Linked DNA regions of Mus musculus: region 1 is linked to region 2. Evidence: chromatin contacts called from public Hi-C data. All regions are on one chromosome and are shown on one strand. Each heading gives the region's core, a stretch centred on a gene start, on an enhancer-like site or on the middle of the called end of the contact. The rest is flanking DNA. Distances are from core to core; before and after follow the strand shown.

The links. Hi-C and Micro-C count contacts between places; a contact is called where the count stands out from the background.
Region 1: a contact with region 2 is called in a Hi-C map of CD4 T cells, with 2.0 times the contacts expected there. The contact joins the enhancer-like site here to the promoter of D6Wsu163e in region 2. A contact is called at or near these places in 2 of 39 promoter capture datasets (both in the C10 cell line), 2 of 484 Hi-C or Micro-C datasets (CD4 T cells and erythroblasts) and 2 of 9 other capture datasets (adipose tissue and liver).

The regions. Positions count from the first base shown.
Region 1 is chr6:127,238,849-127,244,595 of GRCm38.p6, reverse strand. No RefSeq gene overlaps it. Among named protein-coding and RNA genes, the nearest start is that of Gm38404, 66 kb to the left of the region's middle. Within about 2 kb of position 4,220, at least 87 of the 459 cell types and tissues checked have an H3K27ac peak or open chromatin away from gene starts, as enhancers often do.
Region 2 is chr6:126,936,634-126,942,786 of GRCm38.p6, reverse strand. D6Wsu163e (DNA segment, Chr 6, Wayne State University 163, expressed) reads right to left here and starts at 2,821. Exons shown (of 14, transcript NM_138594.3): 1 at 2,761-2,821; 2 at 281-475. The coding sequence starts at 458. It overlaps Rad51ap1 (RAD51 associated protein 1), which reads left to right and starts at 3,200. Exons shown (of 9, transcript NM_009013.4): 1 at 3,200-3,293. The coding sequence starts at 3,277.

The sequences.
Region 1 (5,747 bases), core at 2,971-5,470, 300 kb before region 2:
GCCTGGACAGATTTCCTCTTTAATAAATAAAACAAAAAGAAAGCCAGCTGAACACTGGTAGTCCCTGTTCTCTGCTTCCTGGTTGGAGCTGTGGACCCAGCCATGCCCACTGCTGTGCTGTCCCCACAAAGAGGGAAGGTGATCCTTTGAACCGTGAGCCAAAGTAAATCCATCCGCTGTCACATTGCCTGTCCTCAGGCATTTGGTGACAAACACTCTGGCAGGCGTGTGTGAGGCTCTTCTTTCAATCTACCCTCAGAACAAGGAAGAGCTCCTGTTCTTGCACATACTCACACATATATCTCTACCCTCTAGCATGGCTGGCACCCACTCTCTTATCCCTCTGCGATTCTAGTTCCTTGCTCATTCGTGCACTCTGGTCCTTCCCACATCCCCGCACTCATGAAGGTTTTTAAATGAAGTAAGCCTGGCTGCTTGGATACCTTCTCTCCAATAACCCTGTCCTCTGGTCCTTCCCAGCTATCTGTTCCCATGGCTGGTTGTACAGTAGACTTTGTTGCTACCAGTAATCTCACCCCCCAACATATTCTCAGTCTCCTGTCATCCATTCCAAACTCCACCCTGTATCTTGCCAGTCTTCCTCTCCAGGCGCTCAATAATCCCACCAAATCTCCCTTTCCTGCCCCTTTTCCAGCTTTACTCATTGTTCAATTTATATCATTCATGATCTTCCCCTTGTAACCATCCTTAACGCCTTCTTCTCTTTTGCTTTAGGAAGATAAGATCTAGGAATCAAAAGGCAGACAGTGGGGATGTCCGGAGCCCAAAAGGAATAGTTGAGCATCCTCTGCTGCCTCTCAGAGCTGGGAAACGTGAATGCAGAGTGTGTTCCTTCAAGGATGGAGACTCACAAGCCTAGCACCAGGATTTATAAGGGCTTCACGTGGGCAATCCGTGTCTATGCGGAGTGGTTCTTTGTCCCTACATAATTCAGTAACTCAGGACATGTAGCCAAATGGTGAAGACACCTCACTGTACCCCTGATAGTCACACTTCTCAAAAGAAAGGAACCCGTAGGGTCACCATGATACTATCATATTAGAAGAAGCATTTCCTCCAGGACAGTCTTTGGCCAAGCTGCCCCCAAAGGAACCAGATCCCTGAGTTGGGATTCCTTGCCAGGTTTCTGGGACAAGAATGGCAAAATTCTTCACCAAAGGACATGGTCACTGGCTGTTGTGACAAACCCTGAGACCATCAAAGGTCACAGGTTCCTACATTCAGTTCTGGGAACTAGCTGCTGCTTTTGCCTCCCAACAGGCTCTGTGCATCTGCTTTCAGGGGGAATTTTGCTGGCAGTCCCCAGGTTTTCAGACACAGAATCATGATGTCTTGGTCAGACACACCAAAAAGACTGCTTTTACTAGACTAACCACACATTGTGACTTCATTTATAAGTCCTGAGAGGAGGGCTCAGTGGACGGCTTCACATTATACCTCTAACCCCATACTTCATGCTGTGTAAAATACGAGGTGTTTCCAAGTGAATGGACCTAGGATCAAATCCTGGTGTGAACTCCTACTTGCTATGAGACTGGGCAGGTTTCCTAAATCTGCTGAACCTGTTTTCTAAATTGTAGAATGGAACAGTGCTGTTGGTATATCCAAGTCTCCCTGGGATTTGAAGGACTGTACTTGGCCACTTGCCTGAAGGGTTATTAACACCATGATCTAGTTTGCCCACGTATGTAAGACACCGGAAGATGCCCTCTTGCTTTGTTCTGAAGTGGAAATGTTTGCCGACCTCTCATGACTTTCCCTGGAGCAGAAGATCTGGGTTCAAGTCTTCCTCACACTCAGTGGTGTTGGCCCTTGGCAGGTTACTCTTTATCTCTTGCCCTGAAACCCAGCAAGACACAGACATCCTAAGACAGTGGTTCTCAAGCTTCCTAACGCTGCAACCTGTTAATATGGTTCCTCATATTGTGGTGAGCACCCCCCCCCCCACCATAAAGTCATTCCATTGCTATTCATAACTGTAATTTTGCTATTGTTGTGAATTGTAATGTAAATATCTGGTGTGCAGGATATCTGATACGCAGCCTGTGTGAAAGGGTCTTTTGATCCCCAAAGGTTGAACCCCTCTGAGCATACTTTGGGGGCTGAAGATGGAGCTCCATGGTAAAGACTTGCCTGGCATGCTCAGGGACCTTGGCTTTCTCCCCAGCACATAAGCAAGCAAGCACGCTCCTGAGAGGCCTTCAGAGAGTCAAAGTAGAAGGGACTGCATGAAGGAGACGGTGCTTGTGGATTTGAAGTTAGAGAATGTCCCGGCACTCTTGAACTCAGCAGTATCAGGACCATTACCTCCCCTCCCCCACCCCCTGCATCTCTGAAGCTAAAGCCATCCACAAGCCTTCCCAAGGAGACCAGAAGAGAAGCTCAAAGAATGGGCTGGATGATCGCTCGAGGATCCTACGGCCACTCTATGCTCGGGGTCTCAGTCCTCTTAACGCACCCCCTCAGAGACCCTCCTAACGCACCCCCTCAGAGACCCTCCTAACACAATGCATCCCCTCAGACTGAGGCAAGTGAGAAGTTACACGGAGGGGAATTTCCACTTCACAAAATTCAAACAAGATTTTAAATAATCTTTCCTCCTTAAAGGTAGGGAAATCCACTGTGGGGGAAGCACCTGATATTAATTTCTCCAACTAGGTAGGCTTTACCTCGGGAGCCCACACAGCCCAGGGCCTGAGGGCAGCTGAGGCACAGCTCTCCCATGCGGCTTGGAGCACCTTTTACTTGCAGATCTGAGATAGCCTGCAGCTCAGCAGTTTCCACATTGGCAAATGGCAGATCAGCAAACCCCACCACCAAAACTATTGTATTTGCTTATTTTTGTTTCTCTCCGTTTCCTTCCCCGCCCCTTCTTCCCTTGCCTCAAACACTTCCCAGGTGTGTACCACATGCCTGTCACCTTGATGTAATAGATTTGTGGAAAAAGAGCTCGGCCACCTTGGCAGTGAAGAAGATGGTCATTTTACAAACTGAGGCAGGCAGGCACGGAAACTGGGAAGGATGGGAGGGGGTGGAAGGGTGGGCACAGAGGTGGGGGGGAGACACCCTGATACTTGAGCAGCAGATAGGGAAAAGCCATCAGCTTGACTCCTGTGCAGGAAGAATTCCTTCTGCTCCATTTTAAGACAATAGCAAAGGCAGCCTTGCAACCGGGCTTCACTCCCCAAAGAGAGCATCCTTGAAGGTAGCCTGCACTTCCTCCTGTGCCCACCTGGCTCATGGTCCTGACACCTGCAGAGCAGCTCCTACATGAGTGGTCTGTATGGGTTTTAATGTCCCCAGAGGCAGTCTCCTCACATAGTGCTGCTTGCTTTCCTGAAGTGTCGATTACTAGTCTTGTTAATGCTCTATAGCCAAGCCATGTGGGCTTTACAGTACTGACCAATTCCGAGGCTTTATGCTGTTACCTTCAGTGAGCAATTTTATGGCACGCGGCATTTTTAAGGAATGCACGTGTAATAGTAGATATAGTAGTGTAAACCCCCCGGTCTGAAGCAATGACTCCTGTCTTTATAGAAACGGCAGTATAGTCATACCCACGGGGTACCAGGTGGCAGTTAAAAACACAGAATCATGTGGAAAAAAGGCCTCAGTTCAGTCTAAGCGAGCACAAGGCAGTTGCAGAACTATGCATACAGTATGGTATTATTCACTGCGTGGGGAGGGGAAATGACCTTCCGAACAGTACCTTTGTTCTTTGCGACTCATGTAGTCTGCATGTCTGCAAGGGAAAGGGGACATGGTAACTGGTTCTCTCTGGGTGGGCGAGGAAAGGTAACCCCAGCACTCTACCCCTTACCTCTCAGTAGATGGTACCTGCTCTGGTCCCTCTGGCTCCTTTGCTATGCTAGAGCTCTGCCCTTAGAGATACTTCTCAACCCTAGGCTACGCTCTGCAAACTGGGACCCCAGAGCACACTTTTCTGCCGGTAGGGGCAGGGGTGGGATCTTCAGACTCCATTCTTCCAACAGGTGAGCCAGTTTGCACACTTACAGGTTAGGGGAGCAGGCCTGGGAGTCAAGGCAGAGAGGGTGATGCTCGGTGGTCCACGGACCATGAGGCAAGATCGATCGGCCCTGTGCCGCACGCACCCAGGTGGGCAGTTCTGTGAGTGCCGCAAGGCTTTGCCTACTTCATCCAGATTTAGAGGAAGGCCTGCTTTTGCATTGTTCGCATGTGTAGCAATGAACTAAAACAATGTAAAAGGAAGTCAGAGTTTGCCCTCCAGAAACTGAAACTAACAACTCTTTAATGGTGACTCTTGTTATGGCTTGTGGGGAGTGGGCTGAACGGGACAGCCCAGGGGGTAAAAAGGAGTCATAAGGGAAACAGGACACTCATTACTCTGACAGCTGTAAGGAACTTCCCAATTTTAAAGAAAGAAAGAAAGCACGTTTTGATGTCTGTGGGGGCTTTATAGACTGAGAATGGAATTCCCCGGAAGCAAAAGCCGTGGCCGTCAAAAGAATTTACAGCCCACTTCCACTCACGGATGGCCACTCACTGTCAGCCTCAGAGAAAGGTCCAGAAAAGTCCTGAGCAGGTCCTAATACATGGCTGGCTGGCTGAGCAGCCTTCAAAACTGACACTCGGGGGCCACAGAGCAGGGGATTTCCTGTGGGTGGAGTCCTGAGCCAGGGCCCTGGGTTATTCTGAGGTGTCCTCGGTTCCCCACCTTGATTCCAGGAACCCTGTCTGGGATTAGCAGAAAACTGGTATCATGTCCTCAGCTGTGTTCAGAAAAACTAGAGTGGAAGGGTGGGGGGACAGGCCACCTGGTGATCCACTGAAAGGGCCCAGATGCAGGAAAGAGGAAGCAAGAGAGATTGGCCACCTGGGTATACCTAAGGCAAGCTATCCCTAGGCACTGCTAACCACTCCAACCTAGGAATAAAATTAGGATGATATTTTTACCTCAGAGCAACTTCAAAAGGCTATTGTAAAAATAAAAATCTATATATGTATGAAAATGTCCAAAAATAATATTTTATCTAAATAAAGTAAACCAACTCAATTTCAAGGATCAAAGACCTTGGCATTCACTCCACCAATGATCTACTCATGACAAATAAAGATACTCTACAGCAAGGCTCTGGGGAAAATGCAAATTCAAATATCGGTGAGATACTAGCACACACCCATGCACAGCCAAGCTAGCTGGGCAGAGGTGGTCCACACCTTTAATCCCAGCACTAGGGAGACAGAAGCAGGCAGATATCTGTGGATTTGAGGCCTGCCTGGTCTACACAAGGTCCCAGGTCAGCCAGCACAACATAGAGAGACCCTGTCTCAATCAATTAATAGCAGTGATGATGACGATAATGACGATGATGGTGATCTTGTTGATGGTTTGGTATTACTCAAAGGTCTTGAAAACTTCTGTTCACATAAAAACTTGCACAAAGCTGGGGCATGCGGAGACAAATCAATTGGTGATGTGTGAAGACCTGAGCTTGAAACCCCAGCATCCATGTAAGAAGCCAGACAAGGTGATACGCTCTTGTAATCCCAGTGCTTGTAGCAGCAGAGACAGGCAGGTCCCTGGGGCTCCACAGGTGAGCCAGCCAAGCCAAGCTGCAAGTCCCAGGTCCCAGGTAGATGTCATCAAGAGTAACACCAGAGCTTACCTCAGGCTTCCATACACATCACACACACACACAAACACACACCTCACTTGCATTCAGGACCTCTGACCTCTGGGGCAG
Region 2 (6,153 bases), core at 1,572-4,071:
TCACTGGCAGTGGGCAGCACTCACTGGCAGTGGGCAGCTCAGTGGCATGGGCGGTGCAAAGCAAGCTTTGAGCTCCTTCAATCCACCATACTGCTGGCTTTGAATTAACATTTGGTCACTTGTGCTGAAAACCTCTTCAGGTTGACATGTTCATCATGAGCCCGACACTCACTCAGTTGTGCAGACTCATGGGTCACATCCCAAGTTCAAAAATCTGTGCTCTACCAAGAAACATCTAACAATAGAGACTATGGAGAAACAAAAGGAGGTCCGTCCTCACCACTCTCTATGAAGCAAGGCAAGCTGTGCAGCAGCATCAGACGTCCATGCAGATGACTGGCATTCTCCTCCACAGGAAACCTGAGGGGCACTCTCAGCTCTAAGCGCTCACGTCCTACCTGGAACTTGTACACAAATTCCCTTTCCTTGTTGCAGAACCTTTCTCGGTTTTTCTTCATATTCTTCAGCAGGGTTTCTGTAGGATGAGCCAAAGAACCATGAGTCAAACGGCCACAGGACACCTCTAAAACACAGCCCATCCCTCAGAGACTGTACCCCACCCCACCCCGCCCCCATGCGATGCTGAACCAACGACTCCAGTCTTCATTTTCCTTCCATTTTATTAGAGAGGATGTCTCACTGTGCATCTTGGGGTGACTTAGGACTACGTATCCTAGGATGATGTCAGACATTTGATTCTCCTGTCTCAGCACACCCCACCCTAAGTGCTGATATTAAAGGTGTGCACCACCACAACCAGTCTATTATAGTGTTTCCTGCTTATTCCTGCACATTCATCTTCGTGACAAAAACCAAATGCTGCTTCTTCCTTTTTTTTTAAAATGAAAAGTTATTTTAAAGTTAATTTCAGAGCAAACAATATGCTCAAGAAGTACTTTTACTCCTAGGGAAGAATAACAAGTAGTTAATACAAGGGAAGGTACAGAGTGGGGGGGGGGCAAGAGGAAATGCTGGAGGAGGGACGGGTTGGGGGTCTGTAAGTGTACAGCTAGCTTACGGAACTCATACAAGTGGCCAAACACAACGGAGACCCAGTGGTAGCTTGAAGATGTTTGATGTTGAAGGTCAGGAGATGTATCAGAAAAAGGATATGGGAACACAAGAAAGATCTCCAAGTAGGAAGCACGGGCACAGAACAGACCACACAGGATGCTGCCCAAGGCACACTGAACACTACTCAGAGAAAAGAAAATGCAGTAAAGACAGTAGGAGTCGAGGTCCCTTAAAGAGCTAGCCATCAGTCTATGTATACACACATATATGTACATATATATGTATGCATTTATATATATATATATATATATATATATATATATATATATATATATGAACTCCCAGGACAGTAGAGATTGTTGTCATTGTTCTTGGTCGTCCATAAAAACTAGATGATAAACTCTGTTGTTAAAGACACTGCACAGCTCAATTGATGATATAAAAAAGCCAAGCTGGAACTCTGCTGGAAGCTTCCTCTTTGCTGGCTATCTTTTATGGTCCTTGAAGATACTAAGGAGGCTGCTATAAGAGAAATTTCATTACTGGTCCAACCCAGCTGTGGACTCTATGAACTCTACTAACCTGCCAGGCAAGACATGCTCATCTGGGCACTAGGGTACCATTATGAGGGTATCCAATTTGCTCTGACTGGATTTGAGGTCAGCTCTATAGGAGCATACCCCTGCCTGGCACTATGATTCCTGTTGGAAACCCATAGCAGGGAAGATGATGGGCCCTGGGGGGGAACATAAATACTGTTGTTCAGTTAAATGGACACTGTCAAACCACCATGTCTATACCCACGACAAGTGCTACTCCCAGACTTAATCAGAGAATTGTCTCTTTCCAGTGAACTATAATGAATGTACAGACTCCAGGTGCCACAAGGTGAGAACATGTGATGGATGGGGACTCGGCCCTAAACAAGGCATTTATACCACCTCTGTGAAGGTTCAAGGAACACTGCAGAATAGGAAGTGGAAAAATAGAGGAACCAGATCATAGAGAGGAAGACAAAATGCCACCTTCTGACAAGACGCTGCCATTACAGCAGTAAACTCACTGCAGTGTCAGAGGTCTGCATAAGATTAGCCTCAGCAGCAGCAGAGGGAAGAGAGAAGACGACTCAGAATGACCCATGTGTCATTAAGGAACTGTTTTCTATGGGCAGATTCAGGAAAAGGGAAGTTATTTTTCAGTTGTGTGCCCACGGGTGCCCCCACCAGGCTCCAATGAGTAGTCGCAATTCAATAGTCTGGTCTAATTAAGATATAGGGTCACAAAAACAAACAAAACCAAACCAAAACAAAAAAAACCCAACGACATGAATCTAGAAAGGGGACTGGTGGAAATGCAGAGATTAGAGGGATGGGCAAGTTAGTAGGGACAGGTGCGACATAAGGTGAGACAGTAATTAGAATACATTGTAACATGAAACAGAACAAAACCAATAAAAACACACGTTTTCATGTTACTCTTTGTTCCTGTGGTCTGTTGCTCTCAGGATACAATTCATCGTAATCCAGTTTACGTCTCCGAATTCTCTGGGTGTGCCTACACCCTGTCAGAGCAACATGCAAAACGACAAGCCTAGTTGACCACAAACACTGAACTGGCAATGGCAAGCTGCACTCCAGCACTTTAGATGGCCCTTAGAAGACTCCTTCTGTTCTTTAAGTCTGTACCAGATACCGTCATTGGGTCCTCCACACTGAAGGGGCTTCTTCGCTGTGGGCTCGAACTCACCTCTCTCATCAGACACCAAAGCACACTTGGAGCTGTCAACGCAGAACTGCCCAAATAAGTCAGCTGACTTCTTGCTTTTTTTTTTTTAACCTCCAATAGATCCACTTTGGCAGATTCGGAACTCATGTTTCTCTTTCCTCAAGCGCCAAGGAAAACGCCTATCCAAGACCCCCTTTGTTCCAGTTATTTTTAAGTTAGTCATTCTAAATATTGGAGGCGTGTCGCTATTTTTATATTGTATTTTAGACTCGGTACCAAATCGCAATTGTGACGAAAGTGCAGTATCAAAACAAAAGCTAAGTCTGAGCAGACAGGATCCAGGATGGCGTGCCCGGGCCACGGTGTGTGTGCGCAGGCGCCCTCTCTTCAGCACGCAGGCGCCGCCTCAGGCAGGCGAGCGGTGATTGGCGGGCTGGCGCAGCGGGGCGTGGAGCGCGACGTCTGGTTTTCGGCGGGAATTGAAACCGCCACAGCTGCTCCCCAGCTCCAGAGCACTGCTGCTCTAGGCAGGGCACCATGGTGCGTCCTATCAGGTGAGTGGTTGGTGACGTCCCGCGGGGCAGAGAGGAAGGACGGGGACGATGGGGGCCACTGTCATGCATGGTTGCGGGAGAGGACGAGATCCGACAGAGGGCAGCGCGATTGGGTGGGTGCTCGTCGCCAGTCTCCGGTGAGAGCCACCCGCTGCTCAGAGGAGCCCGCCTGGCATCTCGCTTGCCGCCCCTCGGCCTCCTTCTGCAGCTGTCGCCCCTGAGTCACCCCACTCCAGAGGGACCTGGTAGGCTAGCATTTGAGTCGCGCTTAACGCGACAGCGAGCGACCGCGTTAAGTGGCTGTCATACGTTGAGCGATACAGAAAAAGCAGGTGTGCCTATTCCCTCAAATCCCTAGGCAGAGAGGCCCATTTAACTTCCAGCTCAAGCCGTGGTGCCCTGTCACATGACCCCCAGTTCCTATCTGCTTTCCTTTAGACTGTTGGAATCTCTCTGTGATCACAACCGGGATGCCAGGCTGGCCATCCATTTAGTAGAATGACTGAATATAGCTGAGACTATGGCCCAGTGGTCCAGTGATTGCCTAGCAGATGAGAGGCCCCCAGCTTCAAACCCCAGTCCTGCAAAACCAAACAACAATAAACTTAGTGAATTCTCCTAGGCCTGTATTGTACTAAGAGCTGGAGGCTACACTCTATTGGAAGAGGGGTGGGGAGAGATAAGGGGGAGTAACAAAATAAACACCACAATGTAACATAGGAGGAAGGAGAAAAGCCTTACTTTAAATCATATGAACGCGTTACCTAGGTAAAATGTAAGGGGCATTCACATGAAATAGGAGCCAAAGCCCAAGGTTCACCATGTTTGAGAAGCAGATTGAAGGTGTGGGATGAACAAGCATGTGGATGGATTGAGGACTGAGTCAGATAGATTACAAAGCAGTTGTAATCTATCTAAATCTATCTAAAGCAGCTTGTAGGTCTTAGGAGTTTGAATTTTATTTGAGACAAATGGGAAATCTGTAGTTTCAGTGGTGGAGGGCCTGAGATATTCTCATTTCACTTTTATAAAGGCCACCGGCTGTTGGTTGGCTCTGAGGGGGACTGGAGTGGCCAGAGCGAAAGCAGGGGGGAGGGGGGAATTGAGATGCTATCAGTTGTGTGTGACTTTGGCACTGTGTGTGTGTGTGTGTGTGTGGTGTGGAGATGGAGCAAGTAAGTTTAGGGTTTTTTTTGTTTTGTTTTAAGATTTATTTATATGAGTACACTGTAGCTGTTCCCAGATACACCAGAAGGGGGCATCAGATGGTTGTGAGCCACCATGTGGTTGCTGGGAATTGAACTCAGGACCTTTAGAAGAGTGGTCAGTGCTCTTAACCACTGAGCCATCTCTCCAGCTCAAGTTTAGGTACTTCTGACAAGTGGTTATAGAGGAGAGAAAACAAAGAATCAAGGTTGACTGTCTCTATGGACTGAGCTACGTCTCTGTATTGACTGAGATGGGCCCCTTTGAGATAATGAGGTTTAGAAGACAGGACTAGATTTCTCTTGCTTCCATGGTGAAATTGGAAGGGGACAGGCATGCAGATATTGAAGACATACTGCTGTTATTTGGGATAGTAGTAGTCACAGTGTTATCCACAGTCCCCTGAATCCTCAGAAGCCCCATGAGATCATGACTGTGGTCTGGTTTTTGTTGTTATTTTGTGTGGTGGGGGGGGGTTGTTTTGTAAATTATTGTGTGAATAAAAGGGGTGAGAATGGTGGTAGACATACATTGTCTTGATTCAGCAGATAACTGTGGGGTCCTTTCTCTTCTTTCCACCTTTCATGGATCCTAGGAGTCACAGGAGGTTGTCAGGGTTGCACAGCGGGTGACTTTGGCCACTGCATCTCACTAGCTCATTACTTGTGTTACAGTAAAGCCAAACCAGTTGTTGTCTTCACTCTTCTGTCATTTACACTGAATGGGGATTGGCACAAACTGAGGCTGTGGTGGTTGTAGTCCTTGCAGTTTCTATTGCCGCATACTCAAATATTTGTTAAAAACAGAAGCCCTTGTGGGCTGGCTCAATAGTTAAAAGAGTGCCTGGTGTTCTTCCAGAAGACTCAAGTTCCATTCCTAACCACGTCAGACAGTTTATAGCTCTTGCAGCTCCTTCCAGCTCCAGGGGGCCCCCAGTTTCCTCCCCTAGCCTTTGCAGATACTGTACTTGTGTGCACATACCCAAGTTTTTAAAGTTCTTTTTAAAAGTAATGGTTTCCTGCGTATCTCACCCTAGTGAGCCTCTAAAATACAATATGTAATTTGTGTTTAATGAATCGATAAGAGTCCATGTCTGTTACAACTCAACCTGAGATATACTTGTCTTTTTAGTAGGCTTTTGGCTTTGTTTACTAATTTTTCAATCCCACAACTTCTTAAGATGCTTTCATATTTTATGTAGCTGTCAAATTCTTAAACTCTGGCGAGTTGGAGAGTAACAAGAACACCTTCCCATTTAAACTGCTCTCTCAGGGAAACACAGGTCTGGACCATGATCTGGACAGTAGACAAGCCTCTTTCACAGAACTCCCATTTTTGCTTGAAAGAAAGGGCTTGTAAGCTTGGGGGCACATAATAGATGACAGAAGGGAAGGAGGGACAGCTTTACGTTGCTCTCCCAGAGGAAGGAGAGTAACCTTTGTACACTGAGCATCCTTTTCTTCTGCCCACTTAGTTCCTACAAAGATGTAGGGACAGACTATTATTGTAAAGTGTACATTCCATTAAGAAAGCATTATTTGGTATTGTAGAGGGATTTTTAAAGTTTTTTTGTTTGGTTTTGGTCTTAGGTGTCAGTGTCTGTTTGGGTATGTGCAATGTCTGAGGAAGCCTGAAGGTTTTTAATCCTCCTGGA